Linked DNA regions of Sus scrofa: region 2 is linked to region 1. A link is a contact called in public promoter capture Hi-C data. All regions are on one chromosome and are shown on one strand. The core of a region is the stretch at or near the end of the contact, and the rest is flanking DNA. Distances in the headings are between cores, read along the strand shown. Region 1 has its middle 49 kb from the start of DHRS7. Region 2 holds the start of PPM1A (protein phosphatase 1A).

The links. Promoter capture Hi-C pulls out the DNA fragments that hold promoters and counts their contacts.
Region 2: a promoter capture Hi-C map of liver shows a contact between it and region 1, with 2.1 times the contacts expected there. The contact joins the promoter of PPM1A here to the enhancer-like site in region 1. A contact is called at or near these places in 1 of 5 promoter capture datasets (liver), 11 of 47 Hi-C or Micro-C datasets (alveolar macrophages, fetal heart ventricle, fibroblasts and 6 more) and 2 of 2 datasets of contacts at active chromatin or transcription factors (alveolar macrophages and skeletal muscle).

What each region holds. Positions count from the first base shown.
Region 1 is chr1:189,118,311-189,124,373 of Sscrofa11.1, forward strand. It overlaps PCNX4. Among named protein-coding and RNA genes, the nearest start is that of DHRS7, 49 kb to the right of the region's middle. Within about 2 kb of position 2,396, at least 5 of the 83 cell types and tissues checked have an H3K27ac peak or open chromatin away from gene starts, as enhancers often do. A contact at or near this core is called in liver and omental adipose tissue, where this site is marked.
Region 2 is chr1:189,245,989-189,252,051 of Sscrofa11.1, forward strand. It overlaps PPM1A (protein phosphatase 1A), which reads left to right and starts at 2,986. Exons shown (of 6, transcript XM_021062341.1): 1 at 2,986-3,422. LOC110259569 (basic proline-rich protein-like) reads right to left here and starts at 4,975. Exons shown (of 5, transcript XM_021085056.1): 1 at 4,971-4,975; 2 at 3,500-3,916; 3 at 2,814-3,465; 4 at 2,349-2,483; 5 at 839-1,092. The coding sequence starts at 4,975. The coding sequence ends at 973.

The DNA of each region.
Region 1 (6,063 bases), core at 1,146-3,645:
AATGGTGTAAAAAGAGGTACTTCAAAGTAGTAATTCTTAATAATGACCAAAAACCTTTCGTGATGCCCAAAAGCTCTCTCCAGGACTCATATTAGTTGGGTAGAAGTGAATTGCAGAAAGACTCTTTTAAGAAAGTTTGGAAGAAAGTTTACTTTAAGATAGCTTGAATTTTCTGTGTATGGTAAAATACATACAACATAAATATTATCATTTTAACCATTTCTAAGTATAGATTTCAGTGGTATTCAGTACATTCACATTATTGTGCAAACATCATTACCATCTATTCCTGTGTGACTCTTCTCATTTTGTAAAACTGTATACCCATTAAACAATAACTACCCATTCTTCTCTCCCTTTAGCTTGTGGTGACCACCATTGTGCTTTCTATCTAGGATTTTGACTACTTTTAAGTACCTTATATAAATGGAATCATACAGTATTTATTTTATTGCAATTGGCTTATTTTACTTTGCATACTACCCTAAAGGTTCACCTATGATGTAGCATATTTCAGGATTTCCTTCCTTTTTAGGGGCAAATAATATTCCATTACATGACTATACCATGAATAGATGTTTATCTATTCATCCTTCAGTGGACACTTGAGTTGCTTCCACATTTTAGTTATTGTGAAAAAATGCTACCATGGACATACAAATTGTTTGGAGTCCCTGCTTTCAGTTCTTTGGGGTATATATCCAGAAGTGGAATTGTAAGGTCATGGTAATTTGATTTTTATTTTTTTGAGAAACTGTCATACTATTTTCCATAGCAGTTGTACCATTTTACCTATCCACAAATAGTACACAAGGGTTCCCGTTTGCCCACATCCTTGCCAACATGTATTTTCTATATTTTTTGATCGTATCTATCCTAATGAATGTGAGGTGGTATCTCATATTTTTGATTTGCATTTATCTAATATTAGTGATATTGAGCATTTTTTCATGTGCTTATTGCCATTTGTATATCTTCTTTGGGGAAATGTCTATTCAAGTTCTATGTTAATTTTTGAATTAAATTGTGTTTCTGTTCTTGAGTTTTAGGAGTTCTTTATGTATTATGGACATTCATTTCCTATTTTCTTTCCCATTCTGTGGATTGCCTTTTCATTCTGTTGATAGTGTCTTTTGATACACACAACTTTTCAATTTTTGTGAAGTCCATTTTGTCCATTTTTTCCTGTGCTACGGGTACCTTTGGTGTCATGACCAAGAAGTCATCGCCAAATCTAATGTTAAAAGCTTTATGCTATGTTTTCTTCTAAGGGTTTTTTTTTGCTTTAGGTCTTATACACAAGTCCTTGATCCATTTTGAGTTAATTTTTTAGTTAGGCAAGGATCTAACTTTATCTTTTTACATGTGGATACCCAGTTTTCCCAGCTCTATTTGTTGCAGACTGTTTTTTCCTCATTGAACAGTTTTGGCACCCTTCTCAAGTATTTGACTATATACATGAGAATTTATTTCTGCACTCTATTCTAATCTGTTGGTCTATTTGCCTCTATGAAGATGCCTTTAAACTTAATTTTTCTTTTCTAACTTTACATATAACTCCTGAGACAATGCTTTGCTGGCTGATCTTGTGACAGGCACTGTTTTTCAAGAGTATATCCCAGGAAAGGGGAAACTTGAAGAGAAGAGAATCTATATTATTTGATCCATAGATTTTTATGTCCCTTAAATGAAAATAATGTAGACTAAAGCATTTATGAGTACTACTATGATTTCAGGTTTTCTTGGTTCTGGTAGATTTTGGAAACTGACAACAGAAAGATTAAAAATTGAGTCATGAAGTGGTCTGAAGTAGGCATGTAATCTAACCCTCAGAGTCTTTTGATTTCTAGTTTATTGTTCTTCCGACTACAGGTTGAGCTACCAATGGCTTTTTATTGAAATGCTACTATTTTAGCAGTGTCTGACTTTTTAAATTATCCCCGAATCGTAAGTTTACTGTAATTGTTAAATGCTGTGACTTAGACTTAGTATTTCAATTTTCTACTTCTGTTTCCATTTCAATGCATAGGAATTGTAGATAATATCCTTACTGTATAGAGCAAGGATTGGCAAACTGTAGCCCACAGGCTAAATCTGGCCGACAGCCTCTTTGGGTAAATACGGTAAAGTTATATTAAAACATAATTACTAATACCCACTTATGTGTGTATTAAGTCTGGCTGCTTTTCTGCAACACCAGCTGGGTTGAGTAATTCTTACAGAGACCATATGGTCCACAAAGCCTAAAATATTTACTCTTTGGCCCTTGTAGAAAAATTTTCCTCATCCTTGTAATAGAGGAAAAAGTTAAAAAACAAACAGCAGAAGCACTCAGGGAAATGATCAGTTAAACCACTAGCAGAGTTGAGTTGAGAGTACTGACTTTTTGAACTCTCCTTTGACTTTGAAGTCTGAAAATGTGAGTTACATAAGAAATTGCAAGTTTATCTAAGTTCTAGGTAAATTAATAGTGAATGTGATTTCTTTTCAAATAAAAAACAGCTTAGCAACTGTTAATTTTGTGCCAAGTATGTGTCAGGCAATGGAAAGGAACTAGAGAAGTGAAGTTACAAACCCTGCTCTTAAAGGAACTAAGAGAAATGTGGGATTTTTCTCCCCCATGTTTTAAGTATGACATTTTCAAATAGCGACTTTTTTCTTTTTCTTAGAGACTGCTGTGTTACAGAAAAGGATGTGACTTTCAGAATAATCCTGAATGAGAAGGATGAGTCCAGATGTTCCTCTGCTGAATGATTACAAACAGGACTTCTTTCTGAAGCGCTTTCCACAGACTGTTCTTGGAGGCCCTCGACTCAAATTAGGCTATTGTGCCCCTCCTTACATATATGTTAATCAGATTATCCTTTTTTTGATGCCATGGGTTTTGGGTGGAATAGGAACACTTTTGTACCAATTTGGCATCCTGGAAGATTATTATACAGCAGCACTTTCAGGTGGACTGATGCTTTTCACTGCATTTGTCATCCAGTTCACAAGTAGATATGCCAGAAACAAATCGGTGACAGTAGAAAGAATGCTAACCACAAATATCTTAGCAGAGGAAGACGAGCATGAATTTACGAGTTGTGTTGGTGCTGAGACCATCAAATTTCTAATTCCTGGCAAAAAGCATATAGTCAATACAGTTTTTCATTCTGTTCTTGCTGGGTTAGTGTGTGGTCTTGGAACATGGTATTTGCTCCCAAATAGAGTAACACAGCTGTATGGCAGTGCAGGAGGCACTGTTCTACTATTTGTCTTTGGATGGATGACATTGTGTATAGGAGAATATTCATTAATTGTAAACACAGCTACAGAGACTGCGACTTTCCAAACCCAGGATACTTATGAAATCACTCCTCTTATGAGACCACTTTATATTTTTGTCTTTGTTTCTGTAGATCTTGCACACAGGTAATAAGCTGTCAAATACTTTCAACTTACTTTACTATTAAATTTGTATAGTAAGAGCACTCTTCTTAGTATTAAAAAAACAAAGAGTCTATGAATTAAAAGTAACCAAACTATTGGGTGAATCTGTGAATTGAAAGTAAACCATTATTTTGATGATTAATCACTTAGGACTAATCTCTGTTAAACATTCATCCTGAAGCAGTAATTAAATCTTATTGAAGAGTAAAAAGAAAACTGTTTATAAGATAAATCAGCAAAATTTCAATCCTGTGTTTTACTTTGAATAAGGAGCTATGGCTCTATAAGACATCTGAGCTAAAACCTGTGAAAGGAGATGGAATATCTCTGTGAGGGGAAAATGAAGAATTTAAAATGTTTTCACATAAATACTATACATAGATTGAGTGGATTTAAGATAAAGAGAATACCTTATTTAATTTTGTTATAGTAGCTTTATAGAATAATGATTTTTTTTAAATCAATTTGCTATAGGAGTAAAATAGAAAATAGCAATTTTAAACAGAATTGTTTGGTGACTCCTTTTGCTTGGCTTTTTTTTTTTTTTTTTTTTTTTTTTTAATCATCTTTTTAGGGCCTCACCTGCAGCATATGGAGGTTCCCAGGCTAGGTGTCAGATCGGAGCTGTAGCTGCCAGCCTACACCACAGCCACAGCAACTAAGAATCTGAACCATGTCTGCGACCTACACCACAGCTCCCACAACTCACGGCAGTGCTGGATCCTTAACCCACTGAGCAAGACCAGGAATCAAACCTCCATCCTCATGGATACTAGTCAGATTCATTTCCACTGAGCCACAACGGGAACTCCTTTTTTGCCTTTTCTAAATCTGACCTTTCTCTGTTCTATAGATTGCAGCTTTCTTTTTCACAGGTTAATGTGAAATGTACAGGCAACCTTGTATGTTTGAGCCCTCCATTCATATGTTAAATCTCTGATCTCTGGTGTGGTAGTATTTGGAGTCTTTGGGAGCTAATTAGGACAATGAGGGTGGGGCCCTGGTCTGATGGGATTAGTGCCCTTATAGGAAGAGACACCAGCGAGCCTGTTTTGTCCCTCTGACATATGAGATAAAGTGAGAAGGCTGCTAGCTGTCTGCAAGCCAGAAAGCGTTTTTATCATACCCAGATCATGAGGGCACTCTAATCTCAGACTTCCAGATCCTAGATCTGTGAGAAATTAATTTCCATTGTTTAAATCACCCAGTCTATGGTATTTCATTATGGCAAACTGAGCTGGCTAAGACAGATTTTGATACCACGAAGTTGGGATACTCTCATAACAAGTACCTAAAAGTGTAGAAATGGCTTTGGAACTGGGTAATGGGTAGAGACCGGAAGAGTTTTAAAATGCATGCTAAGAATGTGAACAGTAAAGGCAATTTTAGTGAGGTCTCATGTTATTAGAAACTGGAGGAAAGGGCAGTCCTTGGCGTAAAGTGGCAGAGAACTTAGCTGAACCATTTTCTAATGTTTTGGGGACAGTGGAACTTGAAAGTGATAAAATTGAGTATATAGCTAAGGAGATTTCTAAGCAAAGTGTGGAAGGAACAGCTTGATTTCTCCTGACTGCTTATAGTAAACTATAAAAGAAGAGAGATGGGAGTGCGGCCTACACCACAGCTCATGGCAACGCTGGATCCTTAACCCACTGAGTGAGGCCAGGGATCAAACCTGCGTCCTCATGGATCCCAATCAGATTCATTTCCACTGAGCCATAACGGGAACTCCCAACTCAATTTTTTTCCTAATCGTGCTGCATTTATGGGCCAGAGGACACTATAATACCCCGTGTTTCTTCACCTAATCAAAGATGTAAGAGGAGAATTTATTTTATGAGTGGTTTCTTAGTACCACTACCATTTACTAACTATAAAATATATTACAGTTAAATGCCCGAATTTGAAAACTTAGCAATAATGTCAGGTTTAAATGTGTATTTATTATCAGAAAGTTCATTATCAGAAACTTTAGACTTAAACATTTTTTTTCTGTATAAAATAACCACAGTAATCATCTGTTTGGGGCTAAATTGTAGACAAAAGTAATCACAGTGTTTGGTTACTTCAGTTACGTGTTCTTGTATTTATTTATGATATCCCTGTGTGTAAATACTTGTATATACTATTGCCTGTTGTTTACTTTATGAACAAAAAGATTTAGGGGGAAAGGGTAAAATAGAACTTGTATAAAATATTTCCTGAGTGTGCATTATTTTTGCACAAATTATCCTTTCGTTGAATATGTTAGCAAGAGAAGTGTTGTCCTAAAAAAAAAAAACTGTACAAATCTACATGTTTTCCTTGACCTTCCTATGGCTTATTTTGTGTAGTTTGAGTTTCTTTTTTGTTATGTGAGTGTTTTCTTCTCAGAATGAAAGGAATTTTATTTTAAAACTACACTATAGAAAGTATTATCCTCTGATTTAGCATCACATTTTTAACCTTGTGTTGATTCTCTCTGCTTTTAAAATTTGAAGGACATACATTATGTAATTATGAGTACATTAGCTGGCATCATCCAGGTATCTGTGTGAGCAAGTACATTTATACCATTATTATAACCATTGTTGTTGCTTCTGGGCTATTATACATATTTGTTTGTCTTTTGCAGTTTGGGACTAGGGCCTT
Region 2 (6,063 bases), core at 1,736-4,235, 130 kb after region 1:
CTCTCTTACTCTCTCTTTTTTGGCATTATATAAGTTCCCAGGCTAGGAGTCGAGTCAGAGCCACATCTTAACCCACTGAGCAAGGCCAGGGATTAAACCCGAATCCTCATGGACACTATATTGGATTCTTAATCCACTGAACCACAACAGGGAACTCCTATATCTCTCTTCTAAATAATTAAGTATTTTTCCCTTAACATAATATTTGGGGAATAGTTAGCATAATATTTAGAGAATATAATATGCAGTATAATAATAAGGAAGGGCATATTATATCAAGCATTTTTACTTGGACAATATTAAGAATCTTGGTTCCAAATTTTAAAATGTTAATCTTATCCCCATGAATTTCTTAGTTCATACCAAAATGTCCCTGTAACTTGTGTTCAAAAATAAGAAATAGCAGAAAGGCACAACTTAATCAGCAGTCTATGGTACACTGTGCAGACTCCTTAAAAATCTCTTTATACTATAGTTCCTATTTTTCTACCTTTTCTTCTATAATTGACCCAGATTCTCCTGCAAGTGTAAAGCAGAGAGCAGAAAGATATGGAAATTTAAAAGAAGGAAGCGGTTAAGACAGGCAAGACCTTTAAGCTCACTATGTTCCTATAGTGCCACTGGCGACTCAGGCTCTGCCTTATGAATAAGAAAATTTGTTTTCTAAGGGCATTTCAAATTGTGGTTTTCACATGGGTTTTTCTGTTTCAGAATGGTAATGAGTCCACTAGCATGCTAATCATGCTGCTACTTGTCCAAAGTATTAAGAATTCCAATAAGGCAAAGTTTCAAAGATCTTTGATCTAATTTCATTTCTTTCTTTCTTTTTCTTTCTTTCTTTTTTTTTTTTTTTTTTTTTTGGCAAGCATGGGGAGAATTAGGAAATATAGGAAATATGTCATCAGATGATACTGAGACCAAATGCATAAGTGAACTTTATTTTTACTTTATATACCTGGAAATGATCCATCTTCATCTTACTCTAAGAAATTCTAACCTCCAAGATATTGGGTGATTTGGGGGTTCCTTGAAGAAGCAGCCTGCCAGTGATCTTTTGGTGATATTGTTTGATCCTGTTGTTAGATCCCATGTCTAAAAGTGAAAGGAACAGAACCGTCACAAAAAAGTCATGTTGGAAAAATGAGATAGCATTTACAGTTTTAAAAGCAGTTAAATGCTTGCTGAATGACAGAGACAGAATAAATAGGTTGCTTTAGATCTAAGAGTTGGAGCAACAAAGTGGTTTTAGGAGATACAAAGTAGCAGGGTACAAGCTCTTAGGATAAAATGGAGAGGCCTTATCACAAATCTACTTTTTTATCAGCTGGAACACGTTATGACTAACATCTTCAGGTGTTCTTTTTTCTTTTTTGGCTGCTCTGCAGCACATGGAGTTCCCTGGAGAGGGAATCAGATCCCAGTGGCAGTTGTGACCTACACGGCATCTGTGGCAACACCTGATCCCTAACCCACTAGGCCTGGCCAGGGATGGAACCTGCATCCCAGCACTCCAGAGATGCCCCAGTCTCATTGTGCCACAGTGGGAACTCCTGGTTGCTCTTTTTAAAGTACCTGCCTCCTATAATGAAGTATTTTGTTTTTCTTTATGTATATGTAGCACAGCATCTTTCTTCTTCTTCTTTTTTTTTTTTTTTTTTTTTTGGCAGTGCCCACAGGCATGTAGGAGTTCCTGGGCCAAGGATTAAAACCGTGCCACAGCAGTGACAACACCCGATCCTTAACCCCTAGGCCACCAGGGAACTCCCAAGAGCATCTTTTTTAAACACTGATTTTTCTTTTAAACTTCTGTGCCTGGAAATGTGGTATAAGTCAAATCCCTGAGCAGGTTAAACCTCTGACAAGAGAGGGAAAGCATCCCAGCCAATGGGAAACCCTGCTGGTGATGTACTGCTCTCCAGTTCTGATTCATTGGCCGCCTAGGGTTTGTCATTGTATCCCTGGCGTCTGCAAACGGCGTGGGTCGGGTTGTCTGCAGTCTAGCTAGCTAAACTGGATTCTGGCCACCTGCACGTGCAACTGGGTTTAACAGATCTCTAAATTTTCATAGCAGCAGCTGCCACATTTTTGATAATCCTCCAGATTTTGAAAAATCCTTCGTTCCTTTAACCTCACTGGAGGTGGTTGGATGTCCCCTGTGACAGAATCACGTGACTGTCTAATAAGTGCAAATAAATACAATGTGGAACCCCACGAGCTACAGACGAAAAACCACCAGAAACTCAGAGCATGTGCCTTGTGCGTGTATCAGGGGCACTCGCGTGTGGGTGGGTGGTAGTAGGGTGAGAGTGTTGCTGCCCTTTGGGACCCGAGATGTGTGGCTAGAGCACCTGCGTAGGTCTCCCGAGGTCGCTGGGGCAAGGATGGCTCCGGAAGTGTGGAGGCTTGAGGGAGAGGGATCTGGCGGTGGCCTGACAACAAGCATGCCTTAGAGCCGCAGCAGCTAGGCCGCGATCAGGCCGCAACTGTAAGGGAGAGAAGTCGACAGCACAAGGTCGGTCCTCGGCCTCTGTAGACTGCGTCTTCCCCGGGAATGGGGTATCTATCTGCAGACAGACGGTAGCCCAGCGAAAGGAGGCGCGGACGCCCTAGGGGGGATGCCGAGTCCGGGCTCGGAGAGTATCCCCATTCCTGAGGCTCATACAGTCACACCTCTGTCCAGTCCCCAGGGCCAGGGCAGGAAGCCCCATGTCCCGGTTCCGTTCCGGGATTCGGACGCTCGTTTGTGGCTCTGCCTAGGGGCCGGGCGGCGAGGCCACTGCTACGAGAGAAGCTGGGTAGGGCAGTGACATCACCTGCACCCCTCCCCCGTTAGCCAGCGCGCGCTGCAGTTCCTGCCCAACGACATCCGGGTCTCTCCAGCTGCTCCGCCGCGCCGCAGCTGTAGGGGCCTCTGAGCCCACGGGGCGGAGCGTGGCAGGCGGAGGCGTGGGGGAGGGGTAGTACGGCACCGTCGTGAGCGCGCCTGCGCGGGGACGCGCTGGAGGCGGCGGCGGCGGCGGCGGCGCTAGGGGCGGGAGCGCGCGCGGGAGCGAGGGAGCTGTGGTCTCCGCACTGGCCCGGCCCGCAGCTTCGGGTGCTCCGGCAGCGGCAGCTCGGCAGCCGGTGGTTGGGGAGGGGGGTGGGGGGGCGCTAAGGCAGGTGGGGTGCGTAAGCGATGAATCTTCGGCTCTTCCTCCTCCTCCTCCGGGACCCGCTCTCCGCCTCCCGCTCCAACGCCCGGATGATCTGAGCCGCGAGGGCGCCGAGAGCCGGGGGCCCGGACGCAGCCCGGCTCCTCCCCTCCTCCGCCCCCTCCCCGGCCTGACCTGGCCGGCCGCCGCCGCGGTGACCCCCTTCCCGCCCCCTCCCCGGCCGCCGCAGCCTCGGCCGACCAGGGACCTGCCTGCCCGCGGCTGCTCCGGGTAAGCGCGACGCTGGGGCCGAGGGCGGGCGGGCGGCGCGGGCCTGCGCGGCAGCGGCCAGGCCTAAAGCCTGGGGCCTGTAAACAAGCCGGGCGTCTGCCCGGGCGCTCCCGGGAGGAGACGCGACAACTCCACCCCCTGGCCCGGCCTCCTCCCCCGAGCCGGGCGGCGGACTACGAGGGGTTAACGTTCTGCGAGGGCGGTGGCGGGCAGGCGGGGGCGGGGTGTTTGTGGCGGCTGCGCGGGGAGGGGGCGCGACCCTCCGGGTGCAGATGCCGGGCGGGGTGTTTGCGGCCGCTCGGCCGGGTAGGGCCGTCGGCGGGCCAGGCCTGCCCCGACCGGAGATGAACCCGCGGAACTTTCCCTGAGCGGGGAGGGGGCGTACGGCGCCCCCAACCGCCCGGCCACCCCGGGCTCCAGCCCCTGGAGGGAGGCCGCGAGAAAGAAGAGGAGAAGCTTCCTTTGGACCGGACTTGGCCTTGAAACACCAAATTCTGGAGAGTTTTTGCTTCAGGTTTTATAGAGGGTAGAGCTTAGAGTGAGGCTTTTTTAGAACTCAAGTCAGTGATACCTCCAATTCATTCATTCCTAAAGCATTGAACAAATTCATTGAAGTAAATGGTACTGATTTCTTTTCGTCTTTTAAACCGTGTTAATTGTGTGAGTAAAAGTTCTTGATGCTAGAGTTTGGTCGAGGTATGATACTTTTCTGCTTGTAGATTTTTAATATTTTCTTGAAAGACTGCTGGCTCTGGAGGGCCTCTACCAACAGCGGTTTTAGATATGTTTTGAAAATTTCATCGCTTGAGGTATTTCTTTTTTTTTCCTCAAGCACCGCATGGTACTTAAAAATTTACAAAGGTCGTACTTAAGTTGTCCAAGCCAAGAAAGCTATTCGCCCTGTCCACCCCAACCCTAAATTTCCTGCTGATTGGTGTAATGAGCCGAATGCATTTTAAGTGAAGTGATTGGAAGAGTATGGGCAATGTAAAAAAATCTATGTTATTATTTTCTCAAAGTAAATGATTTTGACATTATTGAAGAAAATTAGAAATTTAAAAATATTTTGAGGAAAAAGGCTTAATCATTTCAAACTTGCACGTTGTGATTTTAAACACAACTGCTTTTTAGGTGCAAAGAGCTCTGAAGAGTCAGAGGGTTGATTTAACAGTGCTCTGCTGAACCTTTAGGGGTCCCAGAGCTCTCCGGAATCCAGCAGGGCTTGCTCTCCAACTGCTATTTAACTCGAACAACTTCACTTTTATATATTTATCTTTTTACATATTGGGCCTTTTCCAAAGTGTAGTTCTGTAACTCTTTACAGTTTAGGAAACTGACAAGAGCCATAGTGACCCACCCCATTAACTGTTTTATAAGCATAGATGTTACTTCATTGATTTAATGTTTCTTTTGCCAATAGTTTGAAGCACAAAGTAACAGTCCTTGTTTAATGTTTTAGTTCTGTTCTAATGTGTAACTCACATGTATCTGTTTAATCATTTAATGATATAGGGACAATTACTTTTAACCTGCAAGTTACAGCAATACCGCATTATGGAAATTATAATGAACTGCACATGGGAGTTGCTTAAGACTTTTTTTTTTTTTTTTTTTTTCTTTTTAATGCTTCACCTGCAGCATATGGAAGTTCCCAGGTTGGGGGTCGAAGGGGAGCTGCAGATGCCAGACACAACCAAGGTAACACCAGATCAGAGCCCCATCTGTGACCTACACTGCAGCTTGCAGCAACACCAAATCCTTAACCCGAGTGAGGGCAGGGACTGAACCCACATCCTCACCAATCCTAGTCAGTTCTTAATCCACTGAGCCACAACGGGAACTCTATCTTAAGACTTTTTTGATTAGATATCATTAAACATTTTTCATATTGGTGAAGTAGTTATATCATGGGAGAGGTATATTAAAACTGGTAAAGTTTGGCTATCTACCTCAGATATATTTGAAAAAAAAATGGTTGAATGCTGGTATCATCAGGATTTTTTTTTTCATGGGACGTGTGTGTGTTAACATATAATATAAAAGTGGTTTATATTTTAGTTTGAAGAGCTAAAACGATGTCCATAATTACAGTATAAGCTGTTGAAGGGAATAGTGCACTAGGGGATAAGAATTATTTAGTCATGGCTATGCTCCAAAATATCAGCAAAGCCAAAGGGGTAGATTATATTGTCAAATGTACTATATACAGTTGTTACATTTTTTTATTCTCTTAACATTATTCAATATGCTTTGACTAAATGCCTGTTACGTGCCAGGCACTTAGGTCTTTCAGCATTCTGAAGCTGATTTTCTTCCTGGATTGTATCTTACTTAAAAGAAATTTTAAGTTGGTCAGTATTGTTAAGAAAAGGTATTTCTGTAGGTAGCCTTTATGGATTTTTTTTTTCTGTTGGGAGTGGGAAGTCTAGAAAAACTCTTGGGAGGAAGGCAGATAGAGATTCCACAGAGACAAAGGGTGGTTGAGACTACAGGTTTGAACAAGCACAGACCCTTGGTAGTTTGACGTGAAGGGCATTTTAAGATCACATTGTGAAGGTTTTTGTGTCAGTTCAAGCTGGGTCTTGCTTATCTTGACTTGTTAATAAACCTTCACTTGAAAATTTGTTCTCTGATACAGGGT